2 separate regions of the Gossypium hirsutum genome follow, and region 1 is linked to region 2. The links are chromatin contacts, called in public Hi-C maps. All regions are on one chromosome and are shown on one strand. The core of a region is the stretch at or near the end of the contact, and the rest is flanking DNA. Distances in the headings are between cores, read along the strand shown. Region 1 holds the start of LOC107937136 (protein NRT1/ PTR FAMILY 8.3). Region 2 has its middle 16 kb from the start of LOC107937488.

Region 1 (6,951 bases), core at 1,376-3,875, 580 kb after region 2:
TATCATGAAATAAAAATATTTTATTAAATAATAAAACATGTTATATAAAAAAAACTAGTCTTTTAAAATGTATATGCGATTTCAAAATATATATTTTCATTAGATTTTTCAACTACTTTCGAATCTATTTTCTTTTTTTAAAATTATAACTAACAATCACATCAATATTTATAAAAATAATTATTATAAATATTGAATTAAATAATTAACTCACTCATAAATAATTTTCATATGCAAGATTCTAACATAATATTTCAAAGTTTTTAAGGCTTTAACATTACCATTAAGTTGAAGTATGATTTGCTAGTCCAAGAATAAAAGTTTTATTGTTGCTTAAATGCAATTTAAATCTTGGAAGTTGCTGCATCATCATGTTGATAATGCAAAAGTCTTACCCTAGTTTTGAATGTTGTTGAAGAATTGACACATCCTTAAAATTTTGTTCTTTCTTTTTAGAAAAAAATTTAAAAATATATCTTAAAGTTATAAAAGAATAATAAAATATGATCGTTTAAGATCGAAAATAAATGGTATAATGCTAAAAAAATGTAACATGATTTGAACCCAAAATCTTTGTGATATATAGAAACACTTTAATTGGAATACCTCCTCAACTATGTAGTCTAAAGTTAGAACGGTGAGAAAATGTTTGTGAGATACCATTGTTTTAATGTCAAAATTGAGCCCTTTTGTAATTGTACACTTTTCATACCCACATATATGCTTTTTATATATTTATTTAGAGATAATAATTTAGATTAGGTATTGAATCTATTTTCTTGCACATTTGGATATTATAAATTTAGATAATATTTAAAATTTAAAATTACTATTCGTCACACATTCGAAGTGAATGCAAATAGATATTTTAGATATTCATTACCTAAATCCACATTATTTATTTGAATAACATACATAAATTTAATTATTTTAATCCATTTATTATAATTATAATTATTATTTTGATTATATGTAATATATTCAAATTCAAAAGTTTTTAAATTTAAATATTCTAAAAATAATAACATTCAATTTGAATTTAAATTTAGATAATAATATTAAAATAAGTATGAATAACAAATAGACTTTTTTTTGGTTAAATTTATAAATTCAAATTTTAAAAATTAAAAAAATAAAATAAAATCGACCCACCTCTCTTCCTAGTTTTGCTCAAGAAGTAGCTCGTGGTTTTCTGAACTCTTACGACAAACATTCAAATTAAAAGATCTTGGAATTTACTAAATAAAGTAACTCACTCCAATTTATGCAATCAATTCAAAAATGGAAATAAAATGTTAAAAGATATATATATATATTGAAGTTGTAAAAGATAAGATTAAAATAAAGCAAAAGACAAATAATCAATCAAGTAGATTAAATAGTTTTTAAAATTAAAAAAAAATTATAATAGAAGAGTGTTTATGGATGGAATTGGTTTTAGATTGATTCTATTTATTTATTAATATTTTAATGATTTCACGTATAAGTGATTAGGTGTAAGTTTAAATTTTTTTAAAAAAATTATTAAGTATGGTAATCATATATTTCGAATATGAATGTATAATGAACATGAAGATATCAAAAAAAATATTTTAATAAATTTTAAAATATTTAAATTTAAAGTTAAAACAAATTTCCCATAAAATTTTAACAAAAAATCATTTAAAAGATTAATACAATAAAAAATAAACATGTTAGTCTTAAAATTTAGGTTTAATTATGAATTACATCCTTCTATTTCATGAAAATTAAAAGAAAAACTAATCCCTTTACATTAATTTTTCAAGAATCGATCATTTTTAAAATTTGTCATTTAATCGTTGATTTGAAAAATGAATAGTCCAACAACTCATGAAGTTAATGTGTTTGTTAATACTTAGAGCAGATGGATTAATTTTTCAAAATTTGAAAAAGTAGAGAGATGAAAGTTAGAATTAGACCTAAAAATCTATGTTCAAACCCGGTTAGGTATCGGTATTGGTGGTAGAATTATAACTTTAGTCCTTCCCGAATAGAGCTGATCATGGGCTGGGCGGCCCAGCTCGGCCCGAAGGCCCACCCGAAAAATAGGAGGGTTTGGGTAAAAATATAGGCCCGAAAATGGGTTTGGACAAAAAAATGAGGCCCGTTTAGAAAACGGGCTAGGCCTCGGGTAAGAGTTTTTTGGCCCGAGCCCGGCCCGAATTATATATTAATATATATTTTTATTTTATTTTTAATCATTTTAAATTTTTAATATAACTATTTTTTATTATATTATCAATTTATGTATTGTTTTAAGAATTGTTTTAGTGTTATTTTTATTTGTTTTAATATTTGTTTTAATATTTTTAAATATATTTGATTTATTATATTTTTAAAATTTTTTATTTAATGAAATAAGTAAAAAAAATTAATATGGGTCGGGCCGGGCTGAGCTCGGGCTTAGCAATTTTATTTCGGGCCAGGCTTGGACAAATTTTTAGACCCATATTTCGGACCGGACCAGTCCCAGACCTAATAGACTAGCCTAAAATTTTATTTAGACCCGGCCCAAACCCGACCCGGCCCATGATCACCTCTATTCCCGAACCCAAAATCCATGTTCCCACCCATAGATGTATCATTAAAAGCCCTTATCTCAGCCATTACAAAAGATAGGGAAGCGTGCCTGGGTCACCCTAACATTCCACTCCTTCAGCTTGTGTTAATATCTAATCAACCAAATTTTAAGGATCCCAGAACTTCTTTTTCTTTTTCCTTTTTGTTAAAAGATTCCAAAAGTTGTTGACATTACCAATCTAACAAGGTAAAGTCTTATACGCTTTTATTAGCCTAATAATTTGCCCAGTATTTTCATCACAAATTACATTTAGATATATCTTATCTTATCTTAGTCCCTAATCTTCCCCTATCTGTTTTGGGGATTTTGAATCTGTAGTCTTTGATTGGTTCAGTTGCAAAACAATCATGGGATCTATGGATGAAGAGAGATCGCTTTTGGAAGCTGAACTTAATCAGGTATCTTTTTTTTCTGCTTCCCCTTCATCTTTAATTCTTGGTGGTTATAAGATTTTGATTATTTGCTCACAGACACCTTTAACACTGAAAAAATTTCTGGGTTTTGTTGTCTTTTCTTGTTAAAATTCTTTACCTCGGAGTTTATGTTGTTATTAGTGTTTTAATATTTGGTATTTCCAGGCTGAAAGCAGTGGGCTTTACACTGGGGATGGCTCCGTTGACTTCAATGGGAATCCTATTTTGAAGCAGAATACTGGAAATTGGAGAGCGTGCCCTTTCATTTTGGGTGAATTATTGTAAATTTATCTATTTGCTCTTCCTTTTAAATGGGTTTTATTTGAGTAAAGCTTATCTTATTTCTGCAACTTTTTTATATGGAATTATAGGTAATGAATGCTGTGAGAGATTGGCTTATTATGGGATAGCAACTAATCTTGTAAGTTACCTGACCAAGAAACTGCATGAAGGGAATGTATCAGCTGCAAGAAATGTAACTACTTGGCAAGGAACTTGCTACCTTACACCTCTCATTGGAGCCGTCTTAGCAGATGCATATTGGGGAAGATATTGGACAATTGCTGCTTTCTCCACTATTTACTTCTTCGTAATATAATTTACTCCTAACTACTACTTTTTCCTGCTTTACATGCTCATCGTTTTATTCTTTAAATAGTTATTTTTCTGATTTATGATGTAATTGTTGCTTCATTATTTTGAACTACTTATCATGAAGTTGATCCTGCATTCAACTGCAGTAGTCTTTGGCTGCTGTTCCTTTGAGTGTGTTTTGCAGTTCACATTATGCCATTAACCCTGATATGCATGGTCCTTCACATGCGATTTAAATTCACGCATGGTTCTCCTCTTCTGTTGCTAGTAGTTTTAAATCAGGAAGCACTTTGACTCCTTTGCAAAGATTTTAAGACAGTTTTAAAGTGTAATAACATATTTTCTGGAATTTATAACTCACGTTAATATCTTGCACTTTACACGGTAAAGAATTTGATTTTTGGCTATGTGAGGACAACAATTTTCATCATTTTAATCATATTATTGACTAATGAATTCTGGTACTTCTATTAAGGTAAAGTGGGCAAGTAATTTATATGTTTTGATTTCACTTTCTGATGCATTGGATAACACATTTACTATTTGATGTAGGGAATGTGTACATTGACTCTCTCAGCATCAATTCCTGCACTGAAACCTGCTGAATGTGTGGGTTCTATTTGTCCCTCAGCTACTCCAGCTCAGTATGCTGTATTTTTCTTTGGGCTTTATCTGATTGCATTAGGGACGGGTGGAATCAAACCGTGTGTTTCATCCTTTGGGGCCGATCAGTTTGATGATACTGATCCCAATGAAAGGGTGAAGAAGGGGTCCTTTTTCAACTGGTTCTATTTTTCCATCAACATTGGTGCTCTGATCTCAAGCAGTCTTCTGGTGTGGATTCAGGACAATGCTGGATGGGGTCTTGGATTTGGCATTCCAGCATTGTTTATGGGCCTTGCAATTGGAAGTTTTTTCTCAGGCACGGCACTCTATAGATTTCAAAGACCAGGAGGAAGCCCTATTACAAGAATGTTCCAGGTTTTGGTTGCAGCATTTCATAAACGGAGCCTCAAGGTACCTGAAGACAGTACTCTCCTATATGAAACTGGTGACAAGCACTCTGCCATAGAAGGAAGTCGGAAACTAGAGCACAGTGAGGAGTTGAAGTAAATATTCTTAATTATTTCCCTGAGTTTTGAATGATTGATCTTGATTTTCTATTCCTCATGATTTAAAAGAAATATTCTCTCTCTCTGTCTCATTAAATCCTATGAAATTGAAATTCTCTATCTCTTTAGACAAGGAATTGGTAATGAACGGTAAGGAAAAACATAGGTATTGAAACACTGACTGTTCATCTCTGCAGAAATATGCTGTTGTCAATTTATCCACTCTATCAAACACCTTCCAAGCTCAATTTTCATGGGAGCTTATGTCCCCTGTTATCTCTGACTACTTGTTTATAATTTCCATTCTCTTCTACTATTCCCAGCTGCATAGTAGTGGAAACATATGAGGAGCTTTGCTTTGTATGTTAAGCTTATGTTATTCATAGTGTTAATTGATGACTTGAATTGTTAAGGAACAAATTGACTATATTAAAAACATGGCATAGAAAGATGGTTTTTCCCATGCATATTTGTGTAGAAAAAGAGGAGTAGACAAAGTGAAATTCTGATGGATAATTTTTGGTTGGCTGCCATTTGATGCATTGATTCTGTCTTCATTCTGATTCTAACTTTCATTTCTTCTAGCCCCAAATTAAAAGATAAAATATTTCTGTAGTGCATTTTTCTGATTATCTTCCAGTAGTCTGTCTTGATGCACCTATCGCACTCAAAGTGTCATCTGATTTATTTCTGAAATTAACTGCTTTAGGCAACTTTCATCTATGGCAATGCTGTTAATTATTTAGGTTCATTGAAGTTTCAATTCCCCGGTTCCTTTTTTCATAGATGAGTTTTGGAGTTGTAACAGCTAGACTGTTTTTTTCTTTGTTAGTTTTGCTAAGACCATCTTGTTGCAGGTGCCTAGATAAAGCTGCCATAGTCACTGATGTTGAAACCAAAAGTGGGGACTTCTCAAATCCTTGGAGGCTTTGCACTGTAACACAAGTGGAGGAATTGAAAATCTTGATCCGCATGTTTCCCATATGGGCTACTGGAATTGTGTTCTCTGCTGTATATGCTCAAATGTCAACTATGTTTGTGGAACAAGGGATGATGATGGACACAAAAATTGGTTCTTTCACTATTCCTCCTGCTTCTCTCTCAACTTTTGATGTTATTAGTGTTATTTTTTGGGTCCCCATCTATGATAGGATCATTGTCCCAATTGCAAGAAAGTTCACACGTAAGGAGCGAGGCTTCTCAGAGTTGCAGCGTATGGGAATTGGTCTTTTTATTTCAGTCCTATGCATGTCAGCCGCAGCTGTGGTGGAGACCAGGAGATTGCACCTTGCTAAAGAGCTAGATTTGGTCGATAAGCAGGTCGCTGTACCCATTAGTATTCTTTGGCAAATACCTCAATATTTCTTGTTGGGTGCCGCAGAGGTCTGCACATTTATCGGACAGCTTGAGTTCTTCTATGATCAGTCCCCTGATGCCATGCGGAGTTTATGTAGTGCGCTTTCACTTCTGACTACATCTTTAGGCAATTACCTGAGTTCTTTTATTCTAACTCTTGTAACTTACTTCACAACAAAGGGTGGCCAGATTGGTTGGATATCGGACAACCTTAACGAGGGTCATCTCGACTATTTCTTCTGGCTCTTGGCTGGTCTCAGCTTCTTAAACATGTTGGTGTATACCCTTTGTGCTTCGAGGTACAAGCAGAAGAAGGCTTCCTAAAGTTCCTTCTCATATGGAGAGAAATTAAGCTGAAATGTTGTTATAGATAAAAACTGTATGCATCTCAATACAGGGACATCCTTCCACTTTGGAAACCAACTATCTTGTATCTTATTGGGTTATATTCATTTTCTAGCTGATTCTCGCATATTGTACATTAATACTGCATGGTTTTCAATTATTTGCCATCCTTAAATGTCGGATTAAATTGTTTGCATCTTGTTGGATTAAAAGACTTGCTTCCTTTAAAGTAACAATCTTTGCTTTCTGTATTGATTCTCAATATTTGATACTATTATAGATTTAGCACAACTATTTTGGTTTGATTGAAGGTGTTTTTAACAATAAAAGCTACAAAATTGACGTCAGGTAAAGTTTGTCTTTGTTTTATTTTTTTCTTCTCCCAATTCTTTACTATTTGTAGATGAAACTCAGTGAACTAATAGCAGAAGTATATCCACCATCGATAACGAGGTTATGTGCTGTTATAAATCCAGTGTCATCTGAGGCAAGGAACACTGCAGCTTGGGCCACATCTTCAACAGTTGCA
Region 2 (7,005 bases), core at 2,231-4,730:
TTTTCTTTCTTCCCTAAAAAAACTAAAAATTTCTCTCTGAAATCTCTCTCCCTCTTTCTTCTCCGGTCAATAGCCCGGCCGAGAGCCACCGTGTCGATCACCGGTCGCCGGCGCCGGCACCGCCGTGCACGGCGGCGGGGAGACCAAAAGTCTCCCCCCTTTTTCTTCGACGCAACCCTCTGATTCCGAGCACTCCAACGACGACGAAAAAACGGTAAAAACTTCCCTTTTTATTCTTTTATTTTGAATATAAATAATAAAATAGCAAGAAAAAGAACAAAAAGAAAAAAAGAAGGCCACCACCTTAAGACACGATTTCGGTTCTTTTATTTCTCAAAATGTTGTTTTTCTTTTGCTTTTGATTCACTAGTGTCCCCTCTACAATGGTTTGCAATCGGTTTCTTTATACCGAAACAAAAAAATGAAAAATCCCCTATACAAACTGATCTCCTTTAGGCTTTATAGCCGATTACAATATTAAGTAAATGTGGCTACTGTTGCTTGCTGCCTTGCTCTGCTCTGTTCTTTTTCTTTTGATTGTAGGTGCCAGAGGAGTTGGTGGTGGCGTGTGGGCAATGGCAGAAAGCAGGTGAACGGCGGAGCAGGTGAGGAGGCCAGGAGCAAGGACGTGCGGCGCTAGGCTAGGGTTAGGGGGATTAGGTTTCCTTTTTTTTTTGGATTTGGGCTCCGAATTTGGGCCTCGGGTTTGGTGTTTGGGCTCTGTTAATTGGGCTGTACAAGTAACATGTTGCAAGTATTAGAAAATCACCGGAAAGTACTGAAAATAATTTTTTGAATTTTTTCTTTACTTTGAAAAAACATAAGTCATTTTCTAACGCAAAAATTTCTTTATGAATAATTTTATTTTTATATAAAAATTAACTTAAAACAAGTTTAATATTATTATATTAATAATAATTTTTTTTATTTTTATGTTTAAAATTTATAAAATTAATAAAATATTAATATAAAATATTACAATTTTTAATATTATCAAACATACATATTTAATTATCTATATCTAATCATATAATAAATTATTAATATTATTTCATATTTCAATTTTATTTTAATAATAAATTTTAAAAATAATAATTTTAAATAATATTCATCATATATTATTGAAAAAATATTCAATATTAATATTTTAAATAATAAATATCTATTAAAATTATAAATATATTAATAATAAATATTTTGTAGTATAAATGTTAAAATGTACCGTAAGTCTATGTATTCTTTACAAATTTGAGATTTAGTTCTTGTACTTTTATTTTCAATAATTTAGTCATTTACTTTTTAGAATTGAAAATTAAGTCCCATTGTTAACATTGTTATTCTTTTTTGTCAATTTTTTTGATGTCACATTTTTAAATAAAAAATACTCTGTATTCATGTAACTAAAAAATGACATTATAATAAATATGAATTTAACAAAGTATTTTTAATAATACTAATAGTTGAACCTGAATTTTGATATCTAAAAAGTAGGACTAAACTAAAAATAAAAGCACATGGACTAAATTTTAAATTTACGAAGAATACAAGGACTTATGACATATTTTAATCTATTATAAAAATATGAATACTTTAATTATATAAATATGCGTATTTATTAAATAATTTTTAGTTTCATTTATCCCGTACAACTTTTTTTTAAGTAAAATCAGAATGCATTAATTGAGAGGATATGTTGTACACTGAGCAAAGATTGTAAAACAACAGCTATCTAACAGTTGTCAAAAGCTAATAAGTAACAGAGGCGGTGCCTCGGTTTGCCTAAACTTTAAAGAAAAATTAAAAGAAAATGAAAAGCTTTTGAGGTTCCCTAAAGCAAAATAAAAAACAAAAACTGAAAGAAAAAACCTGTCGTTAACACCTTTCATCTCCTTTGCATTCTGTCCTTATAGTGGATAAACTGGTTTAAACTATCCTTTTTCTGTAAAAAAATTTCATTTAGAAGCACTTGTTACCAAATTTCTCCTAATCTGAGTTCAACATCGAGTGGTAAGGATAGACACTTGACGCGTTGTAATGCTTCCTAGACTGGTAATTTAAAACACTGCATGGCATAAATCGGAAGGGCCTGTAAAATTGATTTGATGAAAATTTCTTTTCCCCCAATGGACAAATTACGAATACTCCAATTCTTTGTCTTTTGGATGAATCTCTCTTTTAATTCAAGAAAACACCTCTTTTTTCTTCTAATCATTGTAGGTAAGCTTAGATACTTTTTTGGATTATTTGAAATCCGTACCCCCAAAACTCCCCCTATCTGCCCTTGTATATCGTCTTGTACGTTTTTGCTGAAATAGATTAACGACTTCTCGAAATTCACTAGCTGACCAGAGAGATTTTCATATTCATTAATTACTGCCTTAATTGCCATTGCTCCATCCATTGTTGCTTTCCCAAATAAGATGCTGTCATCAGCGAAGAAAAGATGAGTGATAGCGAGCTCCCCTCTTCCCACTTTAGCCTTTTCAACTTGTCCTTCCCTTTTAGCCTTGTTCAGAAGTTTAGAGAAACCTTCTGCACATATGATAAATAGATATGGGCTTAGTGGGTCTCCTTGCCTGATTCCTCTTTTTGGTGTAAATTCTGACTATTGGATCCCATTAATTGCAACCGAGTATGACACTGTTCGTACGCATTTCATTACAATCTCAATCCACTTTTGCAAAAGCCTAGCATTTTCATCATGCTTTCAATGAAATCCCATTTCACTCTATCATAGGCTTTACTCATATCTAGCTTTAAAGCAAAATACCCCGTGCCTCCCCCTTTTTTTTTTAAAGAGTAAAGTAATTCATATGCTATCATATGCTATCAATATGTTGTTAGTTATTTATCTTCCTAGGACAAAAGCACCTTTAACACCCTTCGAAATCTATTAACCATCATTTTTATATCAATTTGTAAATGACATTACAAAGACTTATGGGCCTAAATTGTCCCAAGTTCATAGGGGTTTGTATCTTTTGGATAAGCACAATATTGGTTATATTAATTTCCGCAAAATCCTTCCCATTATTCAATACTTGAAGGCAATAATTAACAGCGTCTTTTCCTATAATATGCCAGAATTTTTGGTAGAAAAATGCTAGAAAACCATCTTTACTTGATGCCTTGAGGGGGGCTATACTCTTTAATGCTTCCACTACCTCTTCTTCCTTAAACTCTCTAATAAGTTCTTCATTAGGAGAATCTGTAATGCATGGTTGAATTTCACTTCTAAGCCTTTCACAACTTTGTAGTGGTTTTGAAGAAAAAAGATCTTGGAAAAAAATTGGCTGCTAGTTTGTTAATGGCATTGTCCCCCTCTACCAATCCACCCCTTCTATCTTCCAGTTTTTTTATTAAATTTTTTCTTTTTACGCTGGGATGCAAAATTATGGAAAAAAGCAGTATTTCGATCCCCTATTCGTAACCAATTAGCTCTTGCCCGTTGTTCCCAGTACAATTCTTTCTTGTCGGCTTCCATGTTGAGTGCTAGCTTAACTTCTGTTAATTCTGCCAAAATATCGCTATCTAGGTCTTCTCTATTTAGATGATTAAGACGTGATTTTAAATTCTCCCTTATCTTCCATCTGGATCTGCTATTTGATTTTTCCCAAATTTTCAACTTCAACTTTAGATCTTCTAATTTTTTCGGCAGACTCTTATCATCTAAATCCCACCCTTGCTTAATCACCTTTCCAAAATTGTTTTCCAGCACCTAGTTGGCATTGAATTTAAACAAATGTTTACTATTCTCAAATCTCCCTTTTTCATGCGTCATTAAAATTACAAGACAATGATCCGAAATACTATGGCACTTACGTTAAGCTGAGAAATTCGGAAACCTTTCCCATCATAATGGATTGGCTAACCCCCTATCCAATCTCTCACGAATATTGTTGCTTGGAAGTCTCCCTCGTTCCCATGTATACCATTGTCCTGAGAATCCTAAATCATTCAGTTCACAGTCTTCCAAGGCTTCTTTAAATGCCACCATTTTTATTTCCTCCCTTAATCTGCCCCCTCTTTATTTGAAAGAGAATAGAATTTCATTAAAATCCCCCATAACAAGCCATGGCAATTGGTTGTTTCCTTTTAACTGTCTGAGAAGATTCCATGATTCTTTCCATTTCTGTTCAACTGGTGAGCCATAAAAACTTGTAAAACGCCAGCACTCTTCTTCATTATTCTCCATAACTTCTATATCAATATGAAATTTAGAATAGCTTCTTAACCTAACATCGACTTCTTCCTTCCAACTAAGAGAAAGTCCCCCTTTTGATCCTTCAGCGTACACATCAATCCCGTTTGTGTATCCACAGAACTTCCTTATTGCTTCCATCCTTATTGCATTGACTTTTGTCTTTATTAAAAACAAAAGTTGAGGCTGAAGCCGTCTCAAGTTATTTTTGAGATGTTTTATTGTTCGTGGCTACCCCATGCCACGAACATTCCAACTTAAGATTTTCATTGTGACCGGTCGGCCTGCTTATTAGCGGCCGCCGATATATCAATATTGGATGAGAGACTTGAGTTGGTAATTTGATGAATTTCTTCTATCTGTTGGACCCTTTGCCTTTTCTTCCCATCAATTAGTTTGATTGGTGTATCCTCGGTAAATTCGTTATCTTCAATTATCATGTTATGCACTTCTTCGGTTCTGTTAATTCTATGATATCTCCTATTTAGATCCCCTTCTTTGCCTTTACCTCTCACGATATTACTTTCCTCCCCTCTTTGATATCCCACCAAGCTTCTTCTTCTAATTTCGTCGTGGTCAAATTCACTATTGATCACCTCTTTTTGTTCTTCTCGATGCAATTTGCTTATATTTAATGCATCCCTTTTTGGTGCCGTAAGTAATGAGATACCCCAACCAAATTCGACTTCTTGCGATCTCAACAAAATACGTAGTGGACAGAAACTTTCTCCATGCCCTAACTGCCCACATAAAAAACAAAAGAGAGAAAGTCTTTCGTATTGAAACTTAGCGTCAGTCAATTTGTCTCTGCCATACACTATTCGTTTCATTCTTTTTAAAGGATTTCGAACATCCATACAAACCCTAATTCTCATTATTTTGCGCAGACTTTTCGTTAGAATCTTTGTATCGTAATCCAAGAACTCTCCAATAAAATTTCCCAATTGTCTTGCCATACCTTCCGACATGGATCCCAACGGTAATTCATGTACTTGTACCCAAAAGTTTGTATGTTGTAGAGGAACAGTTAATGGGTCCTCCCCTCTTATTAACTTATGGAAAATAATTAAATTTCGGTTAAAAAACCAGGGAATTCCATCGATCAACCTCTTTAAATCAATTTCATTGTAAAATCTAAAAAGAAATCTTTTTTTCCTCAATTTCCGTTATGGTAACCCCTTCAATCGGGTGCCATAACTGAGAAATCACATTCCTTAGGAAAGGAAAGTGGATTGAACTATCTGTTAACTCCTTACCTACAAGATAGAGCCTGAATTCGTCATCTCCTTCATCAATATCCTCGTATCCTATAACAGGCTCATCTTCTAGATCGTCTAAATTGAGATTTGCGAGATCTGCTTCCATGTTTTTGTAGATGATACTTTTCGAAATTTATTATATGCGATAAGTAGACCCCACAAATCTGGGTACAAATTGGGCAAATTCCAAACCCGCAAGTCGACAGACAGAATAATATAAAATATAAATATATATATATTAAACTCAATTAAACAATAAAAAAATAAAAAAAATTTAAATATATATTTATTTCATTGAAAATAATTTTTATAAAATATTTTCAGTACACCTGTAAAACAATAAAAAATAAAGTGTGCAAAAGTCGCAATGAACAATGAAAAACATAAAGAATTCAAAAGTTAAAATCTTAAAATTTATTTTCTTTTTATGCATAGGATAGGTTATGTATAATATAATATAGTATATAAAGTATTTAAAATAAATATAAATATTATCATTAGAGCTTGATTAGTGCAAGATTCAGCGTCACGTATGTGAATATGCTTATATTTTAATATAATAAATTGATTTAATAATTTACATAAAATATTAATAAAGAAAAAATTAAAAAAAATTTAATGTTGAATTAAAAATATAAAATATATAAAAATAATAATTAAATTAAATTAAATGTCATTCAAATGTAAATATAGTTATGTAGTAAACAATAATATTAACATAAAATAATGATTTAGTCATTCGATATCTTATTTTTTTTTCTTTTCAGATTTTTAAGGAATAATGTTAAATTTAGCCTTTAACTTTACATTTTTTTATTAATTTGGTTCTTTCTTTTAATTAAATTTGACTCTCAATCTTTTAAAAAGAGTCCAATTTGTTCTTCAACCTTTTGAAAAAGAGTTGATTTGATTTTTTAATAGAAATACTGACTAAAATATTAAAATTTTAAATATAATAGTTTACATGGCAATTCACATTATTTCATACTAATATTTTAATTTTATGAATTTTTATAATTCGTTTTTATTTTTTATTTTTATGATCTTTAAATTATTTGTTGACATGAAAAATAGTGTCATGTCAACATGAAATGCATGTGGACTGTCACACGGATCACTACACCAACTTCATTAAAAATATTAATGTTTTACTCAATATTTTCGTTAAAGAAAATCAATTTGACACTTTTTGAAAGGTTAATAGTCAAATTTAGTTTAAAAAAAAAATCAAATTGATAAAAAATGTAAACATTGAGGGCTAATTTTATCATTACTTTTTTTTTCTTTTTCTTTTTTGCAAAATCATTATTACTTTTTTAAATGTCATTAAGTCAAATCATAATATACTATATATTTTTTAAAAAAATATAATTAAAATAATTGTTATTATATTATATCAATATTAAATTTAAATTTAATTTCTAAACATAAATAAATTTAATAAAAATTTAAAGCATAATATTGAAAAAAAGAAACATTTGATCGTTCTCTATTTTAATTTTTTATTTAAAATAATGATATTATAATATTTTATAATAAAATTTT

The links. A called contact is a pair of places that touch in the nucleus more often than the background predicts.
Region 1: a contact with region 2 is called in a Hi-C map of leaf, with 2.9 times the contacts expected there. The contact joins the promoter of LOC107937136 here to the enhancer-like site in region 2. A contact is called at or near these places in 2 of 34 Hi-C or Micro-C datasets (both in leaf).

What each region holds. Positions count from the first base shown.
Region 1 is chrA01:75,130,455-75,137,405 of Gossypium_hirsutum_v2.1, forward strand. LOC107937136 (protein NRT1/ PTR FAMILY 8.3) reads left to right here and starts at 2,626. Exons shown (of 6, transcript XM_016869960.2): 1 at 2,626-2,788; 2 at 2,921-3,000; 3 at 3,181-3,286; 4 at 3,387-3,604; 5 at 4,162-4,718; 6 at 5,579-6,549. The coding sequence starts at 2,950. The coding sequence ends at 6,401. It also overlaps the pseudogene LOC107937137.
Region 2 is chrA01:74,546,206-74,553,210 of Gossypium_hirsutum_v2.1, forward strand. No RefSeq gene overlaps it. Among protein-coding and RNA genes, the nearest start is that of LOC107937488, 16 kb to the left of the region's middle. Within about 2 kb of position 3,481, at least 6 of the 9 cell types and tissues checked have an H3K27ac peak or open chromatin away from gene starts, as enhancers often do. A contact at or near this core is called in leaf, where this site is marked.